3 separate regions of the Mus musculus genome follow, and regions 1 and 2 are each linked to region 3. A link is a contact called in public Hi-C and HiChIP or PLAC-seq data. All regions are on one chromosome and are shown on one strand. The core of a region is the stretch at or near the end of the contact, and the rest is flanking DNA. Distances in the headings are between cores, read along the strand shown. Region 1 has its middle 5.6 kb from the start of Gm40918. Region 2 has its middle 24 kb from the start of AI463229. Region 3 holds the start of Lncbate6 (a long non-coding RNA gene).

Region 1 (3,221 bases), core at 482-2,981, 200 kb before region 3:
GCCACCATGGACACAGGTGCATGCAAGTTTGAACTTGTGGAAACAAAATGATTTCCTTACTTTGTTAAGGAAAGTTTTTGCTTAAAAAAAAAAAAAATCATGAGTATGCCTTACTTAGATGGTGGAGAAAAACCTTCAAAATTAGACTTGAGTCACAGCAGGAAGTCACTTATGGGAGGCATGTATGAAGCACAATATACTGTTAGGTTGACTTTGTGAGTCTTAAGTTTTCCCTCCTCTCAACCCCTCCTTCTTTATTGAGACGGAGTGTCTACATGTAACCCTAGAAATTACTATGTAGACCAGGCTGGCCTTGAACTCACAGAGATCTGCCTATCTCCTGGGCTCAAAGGCATGCACGCCCAGCCCCACTCCCCCTTCAAAGGATGGAGTCTTGCTATGCAGAGCAAATGCTAGGATGACAGGTATGTGCCACCACACCTCTTGAGCCTCTTTTCTTTCTTGTCCCTTCTTGAGATAAGATCTCCTTATACAGCTCTAGCTAGCCTAGAATGGACCAAGCTGGCCTTGAATTCAGAGATATCCATCTGCCTCTGCCTTGCTAGTGCTGGAATTAAGGGCACACCCCACCACACCCTTTCACATCTTTAGCCTCCGAATTTGATACAGGTGACTGCCAGATGCCTGGATCCTGAATGAGGCAGCCATATCCTATGGAGCATCTGCACTCAGAATTACACACGACACATCTCCTGCCCCCCCCCCCCCAAAACCGGTACAGCTCTGTTCCCTCAGCATCTACTCTAGCTTCTTGTTCTGTGGAAAACCAGTCTTTCAAGACAATGGATTGTGGGTCAGCAGTGACTTTCCTGCAGAGCTATTTATATTTTCCTGGGAGATTCCTGGTAGTATTGCCAGTGTCTTCATCTAAATTAATATATTTTTTCTACTGCAGGGAATTTGAGGTATGTGGTGTGATAAGCCATGCAGATAATTTTTCGTGGGAGAAGGGTCCTTTCCAGCACCCCCTCTCTGTGCAAGAGACCGCACAGTTTATAAACTACCCTGTGTAGTTGCTCGGTGTCTGCTTCCTGGTCTATAAATAAATAGAGATGATGGTTTTATAATCACTTCCTGCTCTTACATTTCTGACTCCGTAAAAGAAATGATTTCTCAGAACTAGTGAGAGAGAGAGGTCACCTCCTTCATTTTTCTAGACTCTCAGGGATCACTGATTCTTATAATTTCCATTGAACATTCACACACTCAGGCACACTGCACACGATAGCTGAAAGGCGGAAGCAACCCCAGAGTATTAAAGGATAGATGGAGAAAGAGGTATGAGAAGTATAGCCCGGGAGTGTTCCTGGATCTAAAAGGAAGTCAGACAAAGTACAACATGCCTGAAAACTAAAGTCTATGTTAAAAACAGTAAGCCACTCCCATGTTCATATATACATAACATGCAAACACACAAATATACACACATGTATACATGCACCTCACACACATATATACACACAAACATATATACATACATACGTGTGCTGGTTAGTTAGCTTGTTTTTTGTCACATCTTGACACAAGCCAGAATCACCTAAAAAGAGGGAATGCCAATGCCAGGGGAAGCAAGAGGGAATTGCTTCCATTAGGTTTGCCCGTGGGGCATTTTCTTGATGAATTATTGACTCAGGAGGGCCCAGCCCACTGTGGGTGGTGCTACCCCTGGCAAGTGATCCTGAGTTTTATCAAATAGCAGAATAAGCCTCAGAAAACTAGCCAGTAGGCAGCGTTTCTCCAAGTCCACTGTCTCAGCATCGCCCTCCAGGTTCCGGCATGAGTCTCTGCCCTGTCTTCACTTCATGCTGGACTGTGACTGGCATGGGTGAGCTGAATAAGTCCTTTCCTCTCCAAGATGCTTTTAGTCATGGTATTATCACTGCAGTAGAAAGCAAACTAAAACACAACATGACACACACACACACACACACACACACACACACACATCCCTACATGAATCTACTAATCGCTACCTAGAAGAGACCAATGTGAAGAAACAGACCAGTGTTGTCAGCCTTAGAGAGAAAGAGAAATGAGGAATGTTGTCTTTGGTTGTTAGAGTTTCTATTGTTACTAGACCAGGCTGGCCTTGCAAGTGCTGGAATTAAAGGCACACCCCACCACACCCTTTCATATCTTTAGCTTCCCCTCACTTCAGATCTGATTATTTGAAAGTATGTAACACACACACACACACACACACACACACACACACACACACACACACATATATATATATATATATGTTTTTTGAGACAGGGTTTCTCTGTATAGCCCTGGCTGCCCTGGAACTTACTTTGTAGACCAGGCTGGCCTCGAACTCAGAAATCCGCCTGCCTCTGCCTCTGCCTCCCGAGTGCTGGGATTAAAGGCGTGCACCACCACCGCCCAGTGTAACTTATTGATATTAAGAACAATGTTGTTACAAAACCGTCAACTGTCCCCAGAGCTCTTCCATTTCCTGATCTGGAACCCAAGCACTCTCATGCCCATCTCTTCCAGTCCTGGTGTGTATGTGTGTGTGTGTGTGTCTGTCCACAAACGTGCTACAGTGCTTGTGTGGAGGTCAGAGAACAGCCTGTGGGAATGGATTCTTTCCTTCCTCCAAGCGGGTCCTGACGAGAACTCACTTCATTAGGCTTAGCAGCAAGCACTTTGCCCACTGAGCTGTCTCATCAGTCCATCACATCTGTAAAGTGACCCAGTCCAGACACCTTAAATAAGTAGAATCACTAATATCATTGTGAATGTGTGGTGGTTTGAATGTGGTTGGCCCAGATAGCAGCATCATTAGGAGATGTTGCCTTGGTGGAGGAAATGTGTCACTGTGGGTGTGGGCTTTAAGGCACTCATCCTAGCTACCTGGAAGCCAGTCTTCTTTTTGTCTTCAAAACAAGATGAACTCTCAGCTCCTCCTGCTCCATGCTTGCCTAGGTGCTGCCATGTTTCAGCTTTGATGATAATGGACTGACCCTCTGAGCCTGTAACCCAGCCCCAAGTAAATGTTTTCCTTAATAAGAGTGGCTTTGCTCATGGTGTCTCTTCACAGCAGCAAAACCCTAAGAGGTTAATTCATTAACCGAGTACAGCATCTTCAGGGACTAGCCATGTTACAGCATGTACCAGATTCCTCTTAAAGGCTGCAGAATAGTCCATTGTGTATACCCTATTTTGTTTATTCCTTCAACTTAGTACATATT
Region 2 (3,225 bases), core at 236-2,735, 150 kb before region 3:
TGCTCTTCTGCAGTTGGCCAGTTTCTCAGACTACAGGGAGAGGGCTCAAAAGATAGGTAACTCAGGGTCTTCCCTAGGTCTGCGGGTTCAAGGCTAACTTTAACACAGACTGTGCTTAATGACCTGAAAATGGCTGTAAGTAATATTTGTGGATGTATCTTTGACCACAGGCTGAAGTGATATGAACCTAAGTTGATAGAGAAGGAAATTGAACTTCTGGATACTAAAGTTCGGGAGGGAACTAGTTGAAGAATTGAGCGTGCTTGCTTCTGTTTGTTTTACCGCTGAGAAGTTTGGCGTGTGAGGCAAGCCTGAACCGGCTTATCAATGGTGTTCCCTCGTGCTTGGCTTTCCTTACATGCAGTGACATTCCAAGACATGGCGACTGCGGTGAGGCTTAGGGAAACAACATGGGTGCAGTAACCAGCACCCGTATGGAGGTTCATAACTTCCTGTCATTTCAACTCTAGGGGGATGAGATGCCTGCTTCTGGCCTCTCTGTGAACTTAGCATCACATGGTGCATGTGCACACACACACACACACACACACACACACGCACGCACGCACGCACGCACGCACGCATGCACACATAAAACAAACCTTCAAAATGCGGTCTTGACTGATGACTTTTTTTTTTTTTTTTTTTTTTTTTTATTGTATAAGGTGAATTGACCATCATAGCCATTCTGAGGTGTTGTAGAATCAGGGACACTTAGGTTGTTGACCACCACCACGTCCTTTCAGAAGTTTGTCATTGTCAAACTGAAACTCACTCCAATCAACACTAGTTTCTCTCTCCCCTTCCCCCATGCCCTGGCCACCTCACTCTGCTTTCTGTCTGTATGGATCTGACTACTCTTGGTCGGTACCCCACATAAGTGACACAGTCGTGGTCTTTTGGGGACTGGCTTGCTTCATTCAGTCAGCATCATCGAGAGTTGAGCACACATTGGATATGCCTTTTTCCAAAATAAAATAGTGCTTCATTGCATGTGCTTTGAACCCCTCCATCTGTCAGAATGGATGTGAGTAGCTTCCACCTACTGGCTGCCTCTTGTGTATGATGTTGCCATGAACACAGATGTGTGTGTATCCTCTCAGATCCCTACTTTCCGTCTTCCCTTCTCACGTACGTGTTCTTTGTCACCATAAACACTGAGAGTTCATACTCTTCTTTCTTTGCAGAACAGCATTTTAGGATCCTCTTTTTTTTTTTTTTTGTCCTAGAGATAAGATGTACAAACAGCCAAGTGTGTCTGGGACCATGTTGCTGGCAATAAGTGTGTGCAGAAATCAACTTTGCTTTGTGTTTTCAATTGTGTTTTTAAATCACGACAGTATTTGCGACTCCATCTAGGCGCATTGAGCAGTTGGTCTTTCTGGCCAACAAACAGGTGGTTTCTTCTTGGAGGCTGTGCAGAAGGCCGTGGCCCATGACTCTGCAGTGGGGGCTCCTGCCAGCTCCTCTGTGGCTTCATAATGCTCTGCACATGTTCCCTTGAGCTGACACCTGCCCACCCCATCAGCCCCTGTCATTTCCTTCCCTGTGTTTCAGATTGAGCTTTCAAAGCCCGGAGCAGCTGCTTAGCCAAGAAGTCATTTAGAAAATGGAAATAAACCACCCAGTACCTCAAGAAAGCTCCTTCTCTGAATCACATCAAAAAAAAAAAAAATGTCTTTACTCACATCTTGTTCATGATGCCCAGGAGGCCAAGGAACCATTCTACCCAAGGGTAGGTTTTGTGGGGACCTGCCTGGCAGTTCAGTTTTGTGGGGAGCCAACACACTCAGTTTGGTGGGGGTGGTCCTGTCTGCTTCATCCTGAAAAGTTCATTCTGGGTCTTGGGAGCCCTCAGACCCATTACCCTCACCCCCCACCCCCACTCCACCCTGTTAGAGCTCTCCTTTGCTAAGATCTTTCCTGTCCATAATCTCCTCCCTCAGAGATCTCTCCTCAAGAAGTTCCCCCTCAGAGATATCCTCCCTCCTCAGAGATATCCTCCCTCCTCAGAGATATACCTTCCTCAGGTCTTCTCCCTCAGTGATCTCCTCCCTCAGAGATCTCTAGAGGTCGCCCTTAGAGATCTCCTCACTCCTCAGAGATTTCCTCCCCTGTCAGAGATCTCCTCCTTCCTCAGATATCTCCCCCTTAGAGATCTCCTCCCCTGAGCCATCTCTTCCCCCTCAGAGATCTCCTCTCCCTCAGAGGTCTCCCCGACATAGAACGTCCCCTCAGAGAGTTCTTCCTCAGGCGACAGTCTCTATTAAAGGGTTGTTTCTTTGTGTGAGTCTCAAATTTGTCTTCAGTTTAAATCAAACAAATTAATAATGGAATGGATGGGATGAATTTTGATCTCTCAGTCTCTCTTTCTTAAGGAGCATTGATGAGCCCCTTACTAGTACATGATTAGCCAAGTGTGTGGAGGGCTCCTGGTAGGATTCTCTAGGAAGGGAAGGGAGGTATCATGGGTATAACATGTGGGTTAGAGCAGTGGCGAGAGGGTGCAGCGACACCATTCTGGGTCGCTTGCTCAGACCATCTACCCTACAGCCCAGGGGAGGCTTTTATTGCCTCCCCTCCCTACAGGGCAACAGTCCCAAGCCTCACTTCTCAGTTGTGCTGCTGTTTGGAATCATGGGTATAAAAGGATTGCAGCCTTCTCTCTCTATCTGGTACACAGTTCTCTCCACCTTTTATACACCTCTGAAAAACTTGAGTATTGGGAGAGATGGCTTAGTAGTTGAGAGTACTAGCTGCTCCTCCAGAGGACCCAGCTTCAATTCCCATCACCCAAATGGCAGATCACAACTCTCTGTAACACCTGCTGTAGCACCTCTGTAACACACCTGAAGGACATCTGACACCCTCAAAAAGACATGTATGCAGATACCCCCTTGCCCCCCAAATAACAAAAACCATGAGTAGCCAGGTGTATGGCCTTATCTCAGAACTTGGGAACTTGAGGCAGAGGCAGAGGCAGAGGCAGAGGCAGAGGCAGAGGCAGAGGCAGAGGCAGAGGCAGAGGCAGAGGAGGCAGAGGAGGCAGAGGAGGCAGAGGAGGCAGAGGAGGCAGAGGAGGCAGAGGAGGCAGAGGCAGAGGAGGCAGAGGCAGAGGAGGCAGAGGAGGCAGAGGCAGAGGCAGAGGCAGAGGAGGCAGAGGAGGCAGAGGAGGCAGAGGAGGCAGAGGAGGCAGAGGAGGCAGAGGCAGAGGCAGAGGAGGCA
Region 3 (3,006 bases), core at 410-2,909:
TTGTCAGCTCAGACACGTCAAGGAAATGTCACTCATTGGAAAAGGACCTACTGTGGCCAGATGTCCCTCCCCCCGGGGCAGTGGGTGTCATTCTCTTTCTCTCTGGCTTTCTGTCTGTCTGTCTGTCTCTGTGTATCTGTATTTCTCTCTCTCTCTCTCTCTCTCTCTCTCTCTCTCTCTCTCTCTCTCATGTGTGTGTGTGGTGTATGTTCACACATATTTTTAGAGAGACTTTTTTACTGTGTAAAAAAAGTAGGCTGGTCCTAAACTCTGAACGCTGGACACCTCCTCCTCCTCCTCCTCCTCCTCCTCCTCCTCCTCCTCCTCCTCCTCCTCCTCCTCTTCTAGTCTCGGGATACCAAGGAGCTAGAATGGCAAGCACTTACCACTGTCTGTGCCTGGTGTGCCTCATTTTCGGAAGTCTCCAGCAGTCTGGCTGTAGAGGTTGCAGTGGGATCAGGCTTCTTTCCAGTTCCCTCTCTGACCCTTCCCCATTTCTTCCACAGAGCCTGGGGCTCTGGGCTCCTCTTCCTCCTCCCACAGTCTGTCTCCTGTGGTGTTAAATTTCACCCACACTGGGGTCTTTGTTAAACTGACCTTCATTGTATTTCCTCGTAGCTTTGCCTGACCACAGATGCTGGCCAGAGGCAGGAAACAGAGCTGTCCTTCAGAATGGACCCCAGTGGCATCCATGTCCCATGCTGTGATCATTGTACTGAGGTGTGGCTGCAGAGAGCATCCCTGGCTGGCCACCGGTGGGCACTCATATATTCAGATCTACTTCTCTGTGTGCAAGCACAGGTGTGTGTCCCTCTGCATATGTGTTAGTGCCTGGGGAGCTGAGAGTGACACTGAGCATCTTCTTCAACTACTTTCCTCATTAAAACACACACACACACACACACACACACATACACACACACACACTTATTGTTATATATATGGGTGTTTTGCATGCTCGAGTGTCTTTGCATCACATACATTCCTGATGACCCTGAAGGCCAGGAGAGGACATTGGATCTCCAAGAACTAGAATTACAGATGGTTGTGAGCATCCATGTTGGATGCTGGGACTTGGACCCAGGTCCTCTGGATGAGCAGCTGATGCTCAAAACCTTCAGCTCCATCCTCCTTACTTTTTAGAGAGAGGGCCTCTCAGTGAATCTGGAGCTCCATTTTTGACAGACCTTGGGAACAAGCCCCAATGATCCCGCTGCCTCTTCATCCCCAGTCCTGGGATCACAGGCGCAGCACTGCACTTAGCTCTTATGGGGGTGCAGGGGATCGTGCAAGCACTTTACATACTGAGCTGTTTCCCCAGGTCCCTCAAGTCTGCTTTTCTTAAATGAAAAACCAAACAAAACTCGTTGCGCAGTGAGAGATACGAACACTGAGTGGTGTTGAAGGTGAAGGCCAGTCCTGCCCCAGTTGACTTGGTACCCTTGTTACATGCTCTCATTGGCTAACTGAGTTAGGTGGCTGCTATTTCTCCAAGGACTCTAATTTTCAGTGTTCTGTTACCTGCAGTTACAAATACGCTCATATCAGACAATGCAGTTATAAAGCAAGACAGCAAACGCAAAGGATTACTGTGGTTTATTTTTTGTGTCTTTTGAGATGTGATCTTGCTCTGTAGCCTTGAGGAGCCTAGAGCTCACTATGTAAACCAGGCTGGCCTCAAACTCAGAGAGATTTACCGTCTCTGCCTCCCAAGTGCTAAGTTTAAAGGCATGTACCACCATGCCTGGCTTCTGATTCATTTTAATATTTAAAATTTATTATTATTATTATTATTTTTACAGTGTTAAGGGTTCAGCCTAGGGTCCCGAAGGTGGTAGGCATGTACTTTCCTGGGCTACATCTCCTATTCCTACTTGTTTTTTCTTTTTTAATTTTATTTACTTTATTTGGCTTTGTTTGTTTATGCACAAAAAATGGTTTGCCAGCATGTATGCATGTGTATCATGGGCATACGTGGTACCTGTGGAAGTCAGAAGAGGGCGTCAGATCCCCTGGAACTGGAGTTACAGATGGTTGTGAGTAGCCATGTGGGTGCTAGGACTTGAACCCAGGTCCTCTGCAAGAACAGTAAGCACAACTAACTGCTGAGCCATCTTTCTAGCTCTCTACTCTGAGTTTTTTCTTAAATGCAAAATTTATCTTCAGAAGTGACTAGGAAACTTTTAGAAATAGATCCACAATTTTTCCTTTGGATATAATAGATTCTGAACTGATCCAGCATATACACACTATTTATGTTTCAGAATTAGACCCTTTGAGCCCCCCTGGAAAGTGCATATCCTTTATTGGGAAGGGGGGCAAAGAGTCTCTACTGGTGTAGTAGCAGTGGTGTGTGTGTGTGCGTGTGCGTGTGCTTGTGTGTGTGTGTGTGTGTGTGTGTGTGTGTATGTGTATGTGTGTGTGTGTGTGTGTGTGCACCAGCTCGTGTGAGAAGCAGGAATAGAGGGAGAATTCATCTGGATCATGTGCAAGGAACATAGGATTATGATATTATTTCTGCCTAATGAGGAACCTGCAATGCTAACAGAACAATATTATAGTGTAAAATAGGCCTGCCAGAGAAAGAGGGTGATGGGGACACCTGTCAGTCAGTTAACGCGGGCTGAAAGGGCTTATGGGAAACTATTCCGGAGGAGCTGGCATCTGGCCTGTAGATTGGCTAGTCTTATGGTGGTGACAAAGTGCCCCATGTAAAGAACTTGAGGGAAGATTTGCTGATGCTCACAGCTTCGGAGGCGTCAGTCTGTGGCTGCTTGGCTCCATTCTCTTGACAGAGCATCGTGAAGGTGGGAGGGCGGGATGAAAAAGCTTCTTCATGGCAGAAGCTGAGAGATGGGTACAGGAAGGACCAGGTCAAGATACAACACCACAGAGTCACCCACGGCGACCTAATACTCCGGCTGGTAGCAGCCTCTTACTTTTTGTAGCATCTCCAAGCCATGCTTCCAAATTATAAATCCATCAAGGGGTTGGTTAATCCACTGA

What was found. A called contact is a pair of places that touch in the nucleus more often than the background predicts. HiChIP or PLAC-seq counts read pairs in DNA pulled down with a chosen protein or histone mark.
Region 1: a contact with region 3 is called in a Hi-C map of bone marrow-derived macrophages, with 43 read pairs. The contact joins the enhancer-like site here to the promoter of Lncbate6 in region 3. A contact is called at or near these places in 1 of 15 datasets of contacts at CTCF or cohesin (large pre-B cells), 12 of 484 Hi-C or Micro-C datasets (the C2C12 cell line, CD4 T cells, CD8 T cells and 6 more), 5 of 115 datasets of contacts at active chromatin or transcription factors (T-cell acute lymphoblastic leukemia, acute myeloid leukemia, large pre-B cells and 2 more) and 1 of 9 other capture datasets (embryonic stem cells).
Region 2: a BATF HiChIP or PLAC-seq map of CD8 T cells shows a contact between it and region 3, with 10 read pairs. The contact joins the enhancer-like site here to the promoter of Lncbate6 in region 3. A contact is called at or near these places in 3 of 15 datasets of contacts at CTCF or cohesin (CD8 T cells, large pre-B cells and pro-B cells), 7 of 484 Hi-C or Micro-C datasets (the C10 cell line, bone marrow-derived macrophages, double positive thymocytes and 4 more), 5 of 115 datasets of contacts at active chromatin or transcription factors (CD8 T cells, T-cell acute lymphoblastic leukemia, acute myeloid leukemia and 2 more) and 2 of 9 other capture datasets (embryonic stem cells and embryonic tail).

What each region holds. Positions count from the first base shown.
Region 1 is chr13:37,738,776-37,741,996 of GRCm38.p6, reverse strand. No RefSeq gene overlaps it. Among named protein-coding and RNA genes, the nearest start is that of Gm40918, 5.6 kb to the right of the region's middle. Within about 2 kb of position 1,731, at least 27 of the 459 cell types and tissues checked have an H3K27ac peak or open chromatin away from gene starts, as enhancers often do. A contact at or near this core is called in acute myeloid leukemia and bone marrow-derived macrophages, where this site is marked.
Region 2 is chr13:37,690,496-37,693,720 of GRCm38.p6, reverse strand. No RefSeq gene overlaps it. Among named protein-coding and RNA genes, the nearest start is that of AI463229, 24 kb to the right of the region's middle. Within about 2 kb of position 1,485, at least 38 of the 459 cell types and tissues checked have an H3K27ac peak or open chromatin away from gene starts, as enhancers often do. A contact at or near this core is called in CD8 T cells, T-cell acute lymphoblastic leukemia and pro-B cells, where this site is marked.
Region 3 is chr13:37,538,789-37,541,794 of GRCm38.p6, reverse strand. Lncbate6 (a long non-coding RNA gene) reads right to left here and starts at 1,659. Exons shown (of 3, transcript XR_382205.2): 1 at 387-1,659.